Linked DNA regions of Zea mays: region 2 is linked to region 1. Evidence: chromatin contacts called from public Hi-C data. All regions are on one chromosome and are shown on one strand. Each heading gives the region's core, a stretch centred on a gene start, on an enhancer-like site or on the middle of the called end of the contact. The rest is flanking DNA. Distances are from core to core; before and after follow the strand shown. Region 1 holds the start of LOC100304023. Region 2 has its middle 39 kb from the start of LOC103632929.

Region 1 (7,474 bases), core at 2,310-4,809:
TCCGCAGTCACCAGTCCGGAGCGCTGCATCGCTTCGGAGATGGGCACAGTCTCCGAAGCTTCAGTTTCGTCCCCCTCACGCTCAACCCTAGCTGTAGAGCGAACTCTGGCCATTTAATTATGAACTTGTGAAACTTTGATACTTTTTTCTCCGAAGCAGGCTTCAAGATGGAGCTTCGTTCAAATCTGACAAACAAGCTTCGGCGATGGTTAAAAATTTTGGCAGCAAAACAGTGCAAATAACAGTAAATGCTGTGGTAACTTCACACCTACTCGTCTGTTTATATAGTGCCGCAGGTAAGAAGGTGAAGCGCCAGGAGTTTTACACCAGGCGGACACCCGCTCGCACTCGCTGTACGGTGGACCGCAGTGACCGAACAGTAACTCTGCAAGGTGGGGCCGCTGCGCGCAGGGAAATCCAATCGTTTCTCGACAACGAGCTCAGGGAAGGTGTTTTTGAGACCTTCGGCGCTCTGAAGCTTAAGAAACTTTTTTCACGGATCAAGCTCGTTACGAAAAACGATCTAGCACCGCGAAAGGGGCTACTGTTGGGTCTATGCTTCGTCGCCGAAGGTCTTATAGAAAGAAGTGATCCTCGGATGAAGCTGTTCGCACAAGATAGCCGAAGGTGCCTTTTCGCAGAGCTTCGGCATTACAAACCGACTTAAAGATAGAATGACCTTTTAGTCCATAAAGGTCTGAGTCAACGTTGTAAGTTCTTATAAGGGGCATACTTGTAATTCCTCACAGGCTGCGTCCTGTGCCTATAAATAGTGAACAGTATTCCGTTACTGTTCACGCATTTTCTGACATTTTGCAATCGCATTTCTCGGAATACAACCTTTGTCAAGGCATAGGTATCATTGTATTTTATGATTCAATATATTAAGTGAATATTATATAATGCATCTGTGGATCATTTATTCATTCTTACCTTTTACTTTGCATTATTCTACAACGTTTATTGAAAATTTATTACGAAGGTTCAACTTCGTAATAAGACGCTTATCAACCTTCGTCTAAGATCCATTATCCTCAAAGGTATAATGCTTCGCGGACGAAGGACAGTATCATTTAACATTCTATGTTGCCTTGTTCTTAATTCATAGCATTTGAGAACAAGTCCCCAACAGAGATAGCCTGATATCTGAACTTTGGAAAGTGGTGGAATGTACAATTCCAAATTAAATAAGTTACTTTATTGAGTGAATTCCACTTTCTCTAAAATGAAGAAATCCAAACGCCCCGATAATTCCTTCAACAGTCTTGCTCCCAAACACGTCCTACAAGTTTCTTCATCCTTTGTGTCTTCTTTATGTCTTACAACTGTTAGATATGTATTAGACGAAATCAACCTCTCATGTTCTTATACTCATATGAGTTCGATAAATACTTTATCCGTCTTAGTTTTTAACACGTAACCACTTTTAGTTCGAAGACCAAAAATTGTATGTAATTCTCTATATACTATTGCATCGACATATGCATGTCTAAAAAGAAAATACACCTTATATTATGACATTAGAATAAATATATAGTGGTTATTCCTTATATTAGGAGGACAGAGGGAGAACATATCCAAGGCACACTATGGAGTTCATGATCGAAACACATGATGACTGGGTGTGTTTGTTGGTTAATTAAATAAAAGAAGAAATTTCCTTTCTTCAAATTTTGATCTGTCCCTTTCACTCCTGTCCATGTAACTGTCTGCCACTCCACTGAGACACAAGGATAAGGATAAGAGGTATTACCGTTTTAAATGATGGATTAAATACTTTCTCTGTTCTTTTTTATTTGTCGCGGTTTAGTTAAAAATGAACTAGCATACGATAAATATTGGAGAACGGAAGTAGTATAATTTATGGCTTTGTCATTGTCGAACTCAAGGCCGCACCAATATGATTGAACTACGGTAAAGTGTTCAATTTCAAGATATATTAGAGCCAATGACAGAAATTATATATTCTCAAGGAAAATATTTGCTAATAACAACAACGACGACAACAACAACAACAATAATAATAATAAAAGGATGTCATAAAATTACTTGTTGAAGCTCCTCCTATTAAGCAGCTAGTACATTTGCGTAGATTTACTCTCCCTATTCATCATCTATACTCTCTCATCAAGCTGTAACATAATTCTCGCTATATCTATGTTCGAACACCTTAATATAAAAAAATTACAGTAGCAGCCCCCTCCTGATTTCCAAAAAAAGACATAATTGTTAAAACGAGAAAAGAAAAAACTCGCGAATACTCCATAGTATTTTGCGTACGTACGTTCGTCCAGTTCAGCCAACGACGAGGAGGTAGGGTTCAATATCATGACCCGATTATTATCCCATCGTGGCACATATAGCCTTGTCCTTGATGACTAATTCGAGATGCAATTCTAATTCTCACCGTGTATATAATCGACTAGGTAACACAGAAAACAAGCCTTTTTTCTTTGTCGATTAATCGCACTGGTCTGGACTCTGGACCGTTGCTTTTTGGTGACGTGCAGTTGTGCACCCATATCACAAAACAGCGTGTAAATAGGCAACCTCGAAGTTCGAATCGACACCTCACACGTCACACCAGAAGGGACGCAAGAAAAGAAACAAAATTATACTATTATTGCAATAGATCCAGCGTCCAAAAAAAAGGAGAGGTTAGCTATAGACTTAGCTAATAACTTTGCTGATCTAGCCCCTCCGCCGAATTCCAAAACCACATGATAGTAGTAGGCTCAATGTCATACAGATACAGTGGAAAGGAGGCACATTCACCGGCCACAGCTAACCCGACAACCGGGCCCCCTGCTGTCTTCCTTTGCCGCGCGCCTCTAATAATCTCGTACGTACGACCAAATTAAAACGCGAATCAACAATCTCTTCCCCGTACGTAACCAAAGCTGCCGAAATGTCCCCTCGCTGATTTTTAATTTGGCTCAATTTAACTACGGACGACGCCAAGGACGGCGTACAGCGTGCAGCAACAATGAGGCGCAGCCCAGCGCAGCGAGCCAGCGTGCGACGCACATGCAATGAAGCCTCTACAGCTCCGCTCCCAAAAGGTACGCGCGCTTGTTGTCTCCACGGACACACATGCTGGAGCCTGGACCTGGAGAGAGATGCATGCAAAAACCACACAGCATCCATCGGTCTGTAATCGACCGTCTCTCCCACAGATTCACCTCACGCGCCGCTGGTGCTGCGTGAAAGGACCAGGACCAAGACCAAGACGCCGTGCACACACACCGCCCGCTTTGGACCCTTCCCATGTGTCACGCATGAGGGTGACTCATGGCCACCTTTTGGTTGCACTGCGTGGCATGTTCATGTGTGTACCTGTACAGCTCCTCAAGATTCCCAGTCATGATCATGATACGAGCGACAGATCAAGGGGCCGGGGATTTAACAAAAGAGAGAGAGAGAGAGAAAAAAAAAACCCACCCGGCAGACTGCGCTTAGCCCTTGCGTTCTCCCCGTTCTGGCCTCGCCGCGCCCGGTCCTCTCCTCTTCTATATATAGCGTCCCGGGTCTCACGGCATTTGCCTCACACAACCAAGCTCGATCGATCTCACTCTCAGCTGGTCGCTCACTCTTGCAGCTCCACCCTTCACTCAGTCTTAGGCTCTTAGCTCTAGGCTCTAGCTAGCCGCGCCACTCCTTCGTGTAGCCATCAGCCTTCTCATCGCCACCAATGGCCACTGCCGAGGTAGCTCGATCGATCGATCTTAGTCTTCGATTCATATATACATACATGTGTTGATGTGCACGGATCGTTTGGATCCGAATAATACCTATATATATGAATAATGGTCTCTGTCTCATCGATGATCCGTCGGGTCGATCGCTCATCTTCGATGAGACGTACAGCGATGGACGTGCGGATCCTATCCTATGTTAACAAATGGAGGACGCTACTATTAAGTGTGGCGCTAAGATGTAGGAGTATATGCTTTGATTTTTACGCGCCGTTCACGTGTGCAGGTCCAGACCCCGACCGTCGTGGCGGCCGAGGAAGCGCCCGTGGTGGAGACCCCGCCGCCGGCCGTCGTGCCCGAGGAGTCTGCCCCCGCCGAGGCCGAGGCCGAGGCCGAGGCTGAGGCTGCTGCTCCTGCTGATCCCGAGGAGCTTCCCGCGGCCGAGCAGCAGGCAGCCGCCGAGCCCGAGGCCGCTGCTCCTGCTGGTGCCGAGGAGCCCGCGGCGGCCGATCCGGCCGCCGAGGCTGAGGCTGCTGCTCCTGCTGGTCCCGAGGAGACTCCCGCGGCCGAGCAGGAGGCAGCCGCCGAGGAGGAGGCTGCTGCTGCTCCTCCTGCTGGTGCCGAGGAGCCCGCCGCGGCCGAGCCGGTCGCCGAGGCAGAGGCTGCTGCTCCCGAGGAGCTCGCCGCGGACGAGCCGGAGGCTCCTGCTCCTGCTGGTCCCCAGGAGCCGGCCGCCGAGGCGGAGGAGGTTGCTGCTCCTGAGGAGCCCGAGAAGGCCAGCGAGTGAGGCCGTGCGCACGCAGCGGCGGCGGCCAGGGCCCAGGGGATCGGCGTGCGCGCGTGGCGGGGTAGTCGCTCGCGCGCGTACATGGCAGTATGACACGGGATTTTGCTGTTCAGTACGCTACGGTTATTACTGGCGTCTCTCTCTGTGTGTGTGTGTGTCTCGTACGTAGCCCGGTACGTAGCTAGCAGTGACTGTCGCGTGGACGTGTCCGGTGCGGGCTGCGAGTGACGTGGGCTAAATAAAGTGTGCGTCGGGTGGTAATGGTGGTGGGGCCCGGTGTCAGTGGCGCGGTGCCCCATGCCTGCCGCTGCTGCAGCTTGTTGTGTCTTGTGTTGGTTGGTTCCTGTTCTTTCTGTCTATCTATTCTCATGCATGGCAGTTTGGGTATGGTATGGGTCGTCTTCTTTGGTTACGTTCCCTGCATTCTGTTTGTGTCATTGTGTGATGATACGATCTTCTTTATATAATAATAGAGCCAGTCGTTCATCAGCAAACCTGCAAAGCTTTGTGTAAACTGTAAAGTGGAGCAGCCAGCGTTGCAGAACGCCGGATCCACCCTAGGTCTAGGACTAGGAGCAGCTCGGTCCTACACAAACATTCCAACATGTCGTCAAGCCGGGTCATTGGTCTCAACGGCGCATCTATAGGATAGGACGCTCATGCGACTATTACGTGGTCCGCCGGAGCTAGTGACCAGTGAGCCTGTTCTGTCAATGGTCTCCATCACCTGGCACCGGCAGCCGATTCGGTGCCGACTTGCTATCTTTGCCGACGGTCTCGGGTAGGCTCGCTCGGTCATGGCCCATGGCGATTCGCTAAGGACATACTACTCCATGACGGTCCATGACAGCATGTCAGTCAGTAACGTGCTTCCTGTCCTGCGGCTGCGGCTGCGGTTCGCGCAAAGCATCCCGGAGGTCCGGAGCGAAGAGGAGAGGTGTCCAACGCACCAGCGTGCGTTCAGTTCAACTGGACACGCTCACACACATGTCTGATTCCAGGCCCCAAACTAGATGGTTGTGATTCAGAATTCCGGAACACAATCAAGATACGGTTGTGGTTCAGAATTTCAGTTCCAGATGCCCAGCGCAGGGCAGGGAAGCATTGGCCCGTCCATTCATCAGAAAACAACTGCCATTGCCATGGTTCACATGAGCTTCAGTCCCTAGCAAAACACGTTCGAGAATCGGCTGGAAACTGGTAGAATGCTTCTACAAGAGAGCTTACAAATGTATGCCAGCTTTATAAAATGAAAACTAGAGGAAAAAAATATCGATGGCGTGCTTTGGCTCGGTAACGGATCAACTAGAATAGCCCACCAGCCGTTCACTGGTAATCGGAGTGTCAGATCAGCACTCAGCAGCCAGCTCAATGCAGCTACATGCACGTGTGATTACGTTACTGCCACCGGCTGGACCACACACCGTCACACCCCTTTAGGACTTGTTTGAATGCTCTCGTATTCACCTAAATCCATGTGTATTGAGATAGATTGAGGACTTGTTCGGTTATTCCTATCCCCATGTGAATTTAATGAGATTGGAAAAAATTATGAAAGATTTTGATTTGTTTGGGATTGAAACTCATCTAATCTCACCCAATCCATATGGATTGAGAGCAAAACGAACAGGCCCTGAAGTGTAACTTAAACTAAATTACACCCTAATCCAATTCAGTGCATGTGGATTGGGGCTGGGGTGAATACTAGAATATCCAAACAATGGTTTAGAAAACAAAGGAACCCGCTTCCTATCAATTCGAGGGATCAATAAACCTGCTTCCTATCCATTCCTTTTGCATTAGATTAATTAAATGAAAGTGTCGGAACACTAACCCACGATACGTACAAAAGGAAAAGAAAGACAACATATTACCTCCTCAAGCTCTAGGAACGGACTCAACGAGACGCTAAGGTGTCACTAGCCTACCATATGTACAGTATATACCGGGTTCAGAATCAATCCAGAACAGCAGCAACTACCATGCACCGAAGCTGCAGCTCACATGCTCTTGCGTGATCTTCTGCAGCTGGTTTTCCATCATTTTCATAGATGTATAGGGAGGGAGGCAGAGCCGGTAGAAGCAGGTCTGCGACGACGGGAGCCGGTCAGGTGAATCGGACGTCTTGTATATGTAAAGCTTGGAGCTCAGCCCACAGAAGCCGTCCGATGGTAAATACTTCACTGAGGTCCAGAAGAAGAGGAGCTGCCTCTGTCTCTCGATCGACATGCGCTCAACAGCCTGCAGTGTCGACAGGTAAGTATTCAAGCGTGCACAGAACTGATTGCCAATACATAAATGGAGCTTCTGTATAGGAAAGATAAATATTTCAGCAGGATCTCTAAACTGAGATGCATGCAAGGTAAAAGGGGACATATTTTGTTTGATATGTGTTTCAAACAATATTAAAGCAGCGCAATATATTGCCGCTTTTCGTCCAATATATAGACTCTGGTCCATATCAGGTAAGAACACAAGGTACTGGCTCCTGTTGATGGAAGCTCCAACCAAGATGAATCCACAATAACTAGACAAAAGTTGTTTCGTCTTTCTCATCTCACTAATAGAAGAATCAACAAGGATCGTATCAGGCAACAAAACTAAAGTTCCAAAATGAATTAAGAACAGTGGTCGTTTGTTTGCTCCAGACTTCCAGAACACCAGAAAGATAGTACAAATCATGTACTAAACATGCACAGCCATGGGCTAATGGTAGAGTGCAAGAATCTAATTGGGTTCAAGTACCCACTGTCTCACTCTAGCACTCTCAAAATTGAAGACACCTTATTGTTCCTCCCGTTTACTCATGCATTAAGACAAAATTAAGAAAAACAGCCCACATAACAATCAGTTTAAAGACTTTCTAAAGGATCTCATCACAATGATGTGCCCACTACAAAAAACTCGGCCGGGCAGGGAAAGATCGCTCTCCCGGTATTATATTAAGAAGAGACCGAAACAATGGTTCCGGCCAAAAAAAATCCCCTAACCC
Region 2 (7,474 bases), core at 3,613-6,112, 310 kb after region 1:
TAAATCTCCGATAATAGCCTGCAAGCCCCAAGAAACTCCGAATCTCAGTAACTGTAGTGGGCACTCTCCACTCCATTATCTCCTTCACTTTAGCAGGATCCACTGCTATTCCTCCATTAGAAATAATATGACCAAGGAATGGCACCTTGTCAATCCAAAACTCGCACTTGCTGAACTTGGCATAGAGTTGATTATCTCGTAGCTTCTGTAGCACCAACCTTAGATGTTCTTCATGATCACTTTCATTCTTAGAATAGATAAGAATATCGTCGTTGAGCACCACGACGAATCTGTCCAAATACTCCATAAACACCTTATTCATCAAATTCATAAAATAAGCTGGTGCATTGGTCAATCCAAATGACATAACAGTGAACTCATATAATCCATATCGAGTCAAGAAAGTCGTCTTGGGAATATCCGATGGTCTAATCTTCATTTGATGGTATCCCGATCGGAGATCAATCTTCGAGAATACCCTGGCTCCTCTCATCTGATCAAACAAATCCTCTATACGGGGTAACAGATACTTGTTCTTCACAGTAACATCATTAAGTGATCTATAGTCCACACACATCCGTTGCAATCCATCCTTCTTCTGTACAAATAACACCGGTGCTCCCCAAGGTGAGGAACTCGGACGAATGTACCCAGCCTCTTGTAACTCCGTCAATTGCTTCTTAAGTTCCTTCAACTCTTCTACAGACATCCTGTAAGGCCGTTTAGAAATAGGGGTAGTTCCAGGTAGAAGATCAATCACAAACTCAACTTCCCTATCTGGTGGCATCCCTGGTAACTCCTCTGGAAAGACATCCGGAAAATCTCTAACCACCCGGATGTTTTCACCAACGAACTCCTCAGGTATAAAGAACATTGCACGTTTGGATGAGGTGGTTACTACAATATTAACTTGAAATGTTTCTCCTTTAGGGCTAGTGAGTTCTATAGTACCTCTACCACATGCTATAATGGCCTTTGCCTTCCTTAACCATGACATACCAAGAATCGGATCTATACTGCTTGCCTCTAATATTATAGCGGTAGCTCCAAATTCTCTCCCCATAATGGTTAATGTCAATCTACGTGTCATTTGATTTGCCTCAATAGGCCCTTTAGGTGTGATTACTATCATGGGTTTTCTCATATTTAGCAGTGGTATCTCATTTGTGTTGGCATAACGAGCAGACATGAATGAATGTGTAGCACCAGAATCAAATAATATGGTTGCAGGAATTGCATTAACATAAAACATACCAAGTACGATGTCCGCACCATCAGGAGTAACATCAACGCTGACTTGATTAACTCTGGTAATAGAATATCCCTTGCCAGGAGTCTGTTGCTTGTTCTTAGCTGGTGTACCAGAATTTCCCATCGGACAAGCATTAGCATAGTGCCCAATCTGACTGCACTTGAAGCATGTAGGGCCGGTCTTCTGACCTGCAGACCTCGTCGGGGTGCCAGTGGGAGTAGCCTGACGAGTAGGAGGTGTCCGTGGAGATCCCTGTGGAGCATACTGAACTGGTCGTGGTCCTCCTGGTCGAGTCGGTGTACCCTGTGGCGGTACGTAGCGGGGACGAACACTGCTGCTACCCTATCCCTGCGAGATAGCCTTCCTCTTCAAATCACCCAGTTGAACACGCTTGTGTTCAATAGCAAGAGCCTTATCCAGTAGCCTCTGAAAGGATGGAAATGTGTGTGCAACCAGTGCATACTGTAGGGGTCCGTTAAGTCCTTCAATAAAATGCTCCTGCTTCCTCTCATCCTCAACAACTTCCTCCAGAGCATATCTCGACAACTGAATGAATTTGTCTCTATACTCGCTTACCGACATGTTGCCTTGCTTCAATGACAGAAACTCCTTCTTGATCTTTATCATACCAGCTGGAATATGGTAGTTCCTGAACTGTGTACTAAACTCTGCCCAAGTAATAGTATCAGCAGCATCATGGGCAGCAGTATAAGAATCCCAACAATCAGCAGCAGGACCTGTCAGACGACCTGAGGCATAAAGAACTTTCTCCCGGTCTGAGCATTGGGCGATGTTGAGCATCTTCTCAATTGACTTCAACCAATCATCTGCATCAAGTGGATCTGGCGAACTGGCGAAGGTCGATGGCTTATGACTCATAAACTCTCGGTGCTTATCACGAGGTGGAACTGGTGGTGGGGGGGGCAATGGCACTTGTTGTTGTTGCTGCTGTTGTTGAAGTTGTTGTTGCAGCTGCTGTTGTTGCACCCTTCTCTCCTGGCGCATCTCTTCTCTCTCCTGACGCAACTCCTGGCGTATCTCTTCTCTTTCCTGACGCATCTCCTGGCGTTCTTGCTGCATCTGGGCACGCATATCAGCCATAGTGTCCGCCATTTGCTGCATCACCGCCATCTGAGCTGCAATCAGTGGATCAACTCCGCCTGGTGGAGGATTAGGAGGATTCATCTCTGCTGGCTGTGGCTGAGGTTGTCTATATATCCTTCGAGTGTGTCGATTAGGAGGCAAATCAATTCCACCACCCCTCCTGGTATTGACCATCTGAGTTAGATACATAAGGTAAGAGAGAGCAGAAGACAAGGCAGTAATTACGAATCGTGTTACTTTGGGAGATTTATTAGCTAAGCAGATTAATGTTTTACCTACCATAGCTAATTCATTACCTTATAGTGGTACATACTAAGATGTCCATATATAATATCTCAATCAATCAAAGAAGCAAATCAGACATTTTTCATCAGAATCAAACAACATTTTTAATATAGAAAATAGTTTTGATTTGGTCTTAGGCCTCCTATCTCTTAAAAATGTCATGGGGGTAGGGATTCCAAGGTGTGAAATCCATCTTGATTCAGAGTAGAAAAGGTAAGAATGATCAGAGTAGAACGGTAGAAGGTGAGACAAGATCAAGATAAGTGTAGAAAGAATCAGAGTAAGGTAAGTATAGAATGAATCAGAATGAGGTAAGTAGGTAAGGGTTTTGTCCATTTCTATCTAGGTTTCGTCCTACAGTCAACATTTCCTCTGATACCACTTCTGTCACACCTGGCTTTAAGGAACAAAGCCAGGTGCATCTCATACATGCGCCAAGAAGACAACATATATAATAACAGAGTGTATAGAGTTAAATGTCATAAAACATCAGAGTATTTATTACATAGCGGAAGACTTATTACAAAATAAAAGAATAAACATAAAACGAACTAAGGATCGTTGGCGCCGATGTCAACTGAGAAACGCCACCTAGATCAGATCATACTCCTCGCCTTGTGGCTCCTCCTGAACCACCTGTTCTTCTCCTGTGGGGGGTGTGAGACAGCAAGGGTGAGCTCACACATGATCATAGCTCAACAAGTTGTGGGGAACCAGTGGACATAAACTCACAAAGGTGTGAGTTCATGTGATGTGTAAGGCTAATCAATGATAGGGGTTAAAGCTGAGCATTGCTTTTAAGTAGTTGGTCAAAATTTTATTAGCAGTTACTAAGTGTAAGTAAATACCAAACCATAAGTAAAGTAATAGAACAAAATTAATAACAACCCATGCAATGCAAATGACAAAATTGAATTTAAGTTCCATAATTTAATCATGTGAGTGTCCGAGCCGCTCATGACCGTGAGCACGGCTAGTATACCAGTTTTACACTCTACAGAGGTTGCGCATCTTTACCCACAAGTCGTGTTACCCATTTGCCACGGAGTTGATCAGACCCCATACACCTCTACCAACGAAGCGAGGCAGGGTACCACTACGAGGCCTTTACAAAGTTCCACTAGCTTCAGACTACCCACTACAGTTTATAGGAAGGTCCAGTGCAGGAATCCCTCGCCCGACCGCCATCGCAACAAAATCAACCCAAGGACCTCCCTACACTGACCACTCCCCTACTGCCCTTGCCCCTTTCGGGTAAGGTAGCCCTCCACTAGCTTTCCTAGTTAATCAGCCAAGGGCGTCCCATTAAACCCTTGTGGTAGCACTATTTTCCCGGGTGGTTCTCCATGTTCCCATTAACATAATGATCTTATCATGAACATAAAATAATGAACAGATAACAAAAAGTGTAATCATGAGTGATAAATAGCTCTATACCCAAATCCACATAAAGCAATAGCATGTACTACCCAAAACTTTAGTAGTAAAACCAGTGGTGAAACAAGGTATAAAGATAGTCAAATCTAAGGTATCCTATTGGGTCCCATCAAAATTAACCTATGCAGATCATTATGAATAATGAGAACATGAATGGGTAAAAGAAGTGATCAAGGGCACAACTTGCCTTCAACGAGCTCCTACTTAGCAGTCTCTACCAGCTAAACCTCAGATTCCACAGTGGCTTGCTCGTCTACTCGCATCAACACAATACATACATAGCATAGCATAAATTAACATCACATCAAACATGCAAATAGAATATACAGTAATAAACTAGACATTAAAATAAGATCACAGGAACTGGAATCATTAAATTTGGAGGTATAGATTTTAAGTTATGGATTTTCTAATGTTTTATGTGCTTAATACAAGGTTAAGTGCTAGATAAATTTTAAATCATCTTTCATGTTAAAACAGAGACACTAATGGTTAGACAATAATATTATAAAAATTTAGGAACTGGAATGGACCAAATTGGAGTTCATATGAATTTTCTACAATTTAAACAAGTTCTAGCATTTATTTATGCATTAAAAACTAATTTCTGTTTTATTTTCTATGGTTTTACTGTTGTCTGGACTGGGCACAATAATACCGGAAAGAGCAGGGACGACCCCGCAAGAATCCCGAGACACCGCCCACAGTGCGTGGGACGGCGGGTTGATACCTAAATATTTTGGGGGCCTATATGCAAGTCTACACTAGCGAAGGGGTATCACGAGGTGTCGGCCGCTCGATCCACTACAGACGGCACAGATTAGAAGTTTTCAATAGTAAATCGGTATGAAGCTACGATCGTCTGATATTAATCCGAGGGTCAAGATTTTATGAAGTGAGATTAAACCACACCCGCACGATCGATTATCAACGCTCAAGATCATTTCTCCCTGAACCGGTAACCTAGGTCTAATCAAGGCCATCGAATCCGGATCCGACGGCACACAGCCCCGTTCCGACTACGGACGAGCATGGTGGCGGCGACGCCCAGCGCGCACGGCAAAGGCTCGCCGGAGAAATCCAAACGCGCTCTCGGGTTGTCCATTACCCATCCTGACTAGTGCAAAACGAAGCCAATAGAACCACAAGGGTATACACGGTGATTTTACCGTCGATTAGGCTCCGAGGAAGTTCGTCCTCGCTGCGCGGTGGCTCGGCCGTGAGAGCCGAAGTCCGGCGGGCGATTTCACCCACACCAGACGATGTCTGCGCCCGATGAACCGCGTCTGCCCGATCCTTGCACGATGGTGAGCCCTCACGACCCTTCTCCGACCACCGACCGTCAGCGGAGGTGGGGAGTCGAGTGCGGCGGCCGCCAGAGTTCTCTCCTCTCTCGCTTCTCTCCGATCTGGTTACGAGGCGCCGAGGTGGATAGAGGAAGAAAAAAATGAAGATAGGATGCCCCATTTATCCCCCGACGACGCGCAGATAGGTTGGTCAAGGAGATCCGTGATGGTCGCCGGAGTTCTCGCACACGCCGCGGATCCGTCTGTTTCGGTCCCCGCTCGTTACGGAGGTAGGAGACAACTGCCAAGTGGGCCCGAAGAGCCAGCGACAGAGGCGAAGAGAGCGGCACGGGCGAGAAATAGCTGGCGGCTGACAGCCGGGCCCCACGCGCAAGTGAGATCCGCCATGGCGACGTTGGGCTGGCGGGGAGAGCATGTGTAGTGGGCCGAATTGGTTAGGAGCCGGCCCAAACAGCATTTTTGACCTTTTTCTTTTTATTTTCCCACCTTCTTTTCTTCATTTTCAATTTCAAACTCATTTAAAATTTAAATTCCATTCTTGTGGCCATTTTATACTTAGGTTTATATTGTGCCAAAAATACTGACTTTGAAGATACATATTATATATATATATATATATATATATATATATATATATATATATATATATATATATATATATATATAAATATATATAAATTTATATATTCTTTCTCTTTCTTCTCCTTTTCTATGTTATGTTCCAAATTCCTAAGTGTAACTTAGGTCAACTTTAAATTTGGATAATAATACATTTTTATTAATATTGCTGGTATTAAATGCACAGACAAATAAATCCAACATGATGCATAGGTTGTTTAGGTGTCTTTTGTTAATTGTTTATTTGTTTAAGTGAGGTTTTCACATGTGATGATAAGTAGATACAATATACACATATACATAAAGGAAATATTTTTTCTTTTATATAATCTCTTACAAATTGGGTATTACACTCACGGGCTACAGCCACATTTCCAGCTGTAGCATAAGCGAACGGCGGGACGAACGTGGTTGTGTCCCACAGCACAGCCCAACTCGCGCGTTCTTGTCTGCCCAGCTCACGCCCCGTGCTGGCCCAGCCCAGCTCCAGCTCCCGCAGGTGCCGCCCTTGTTCGCGCCCTGCGCCCCTGCGCGGGTATCGGTGCGTTCCGGACATAGAAAAAAGCTGAAAATAACTTTTTTTTATGAATCAAAGAAGAAAATAGTAAAGGTAAGAAAAAGGAAACATTACAAGTAAAAATAGTGTGCAGGGTGTATCGAACACAAACCTTTGGCCTAATGAAATCATTCTCAACGACCACACCAGATAAATATTTTATCTAATAGAAAATATACTATGAAATTGCATCATACCGTTTAAAACAAAGGAAAACACATTCCACCCTCGCAAGAATAATGTTATACTAAAATATACTCGCTCCATTCCAATTTCAAACTAATAATATGAAAAGATTAAATAAAATAAATAAACAATAGAGTAAAAATAAAAGAATTAAATAATATGAATATAAATAACAAATAAATTAAACAAATGGAAAACAAGTTAACGAAAGACCGAATAAAACATAAGAGAAGGCAAAAGTAAAAAAAAAGGAAAAACATGTAAAAAAGGAAAATAAAAAATAATAATATCGTATGATACTACTTGAACAACCTAAAATATATCTCAGAACATCTCGTGAGTATTATGTGAACACTGGAACATAACCATGGAACATCTCATTTATACTATATGAAAATCCAAAAAAAATATTAGAGTAAATAAAAAGGAAATCTCTACTAACTATTAAGGGGGCAGTGTAGACTGCCCCGCTCCCACATGCCCACGCGCCAGCGAAATCCCCGCTCCCCTACGCCCGCGCAACTGCCTCCCGCGCGTGCCGCCGACGTCGCTTCCGCAACGGCCTCCCGAACGCCCGCCGTCCTGTCGCGGGCAGTGGTCTCCTATTCAGTTGACGCGGAGGGGTCAAGCACAACATCCAGCTCTATTCCCGACGAAGACTGACTGCGGCGGCGGCTCCCACCTCCCTCGGGTACGCGCCGTCCGAGCCTCACCATCTTCGCTGCCGCA

The links. A called contact is a pair of places that touch in the nucleus more often than the background predicts.
Region 2: a Hi-C map of leaf shows a contact between it and region 1, with 4 times the contacts expected there. The contact joins the enhancer-like site here to the promoter of LOC100304023 in region 1. A contact is called at or near these places in 3 of 25 Hi-C or Micro-C datasets (ear and leaf).

Annotation. Positions count from the first base shown.
Region 1 is chr7:137,528,822-137,536,295 of Zm-B73-REFERENCE-NAM-5.0, forward strand. It overlaps LOC100304023, which reads left to right and starts at 3,560. Exons shown (of 2, transcript NM_001372410.1): 1 at 3,560-3,706; 2 at 3,982-4,971. The coding sequence starts at 3,692. The coding sequence ends at 4,482. It overlaps LOC100279774, which reads right to left. Exons shown (of 3, transcript NM_001152732.1): 3 at 6,259-6,723. The coding sequence ends at 6,460.
Region 2 is chr7:137,833,254-137,840,727 of Zm-B73-REFERENCE-NAM-5.0, forward strand. No RefSeq gene overlaps it. Among protein-coding and RNA genes, the nearest start is that of LOC103632929, 39 kb to the left of the region's middle. Within about 2 kb of position 4,863, at least 18 of the 20 cell types and tissues checked have an H3K27ac peak or open chromatin away from gene starts, as enhancers often do. A contact at or near this core is called in ear and leaf, where this site is marked.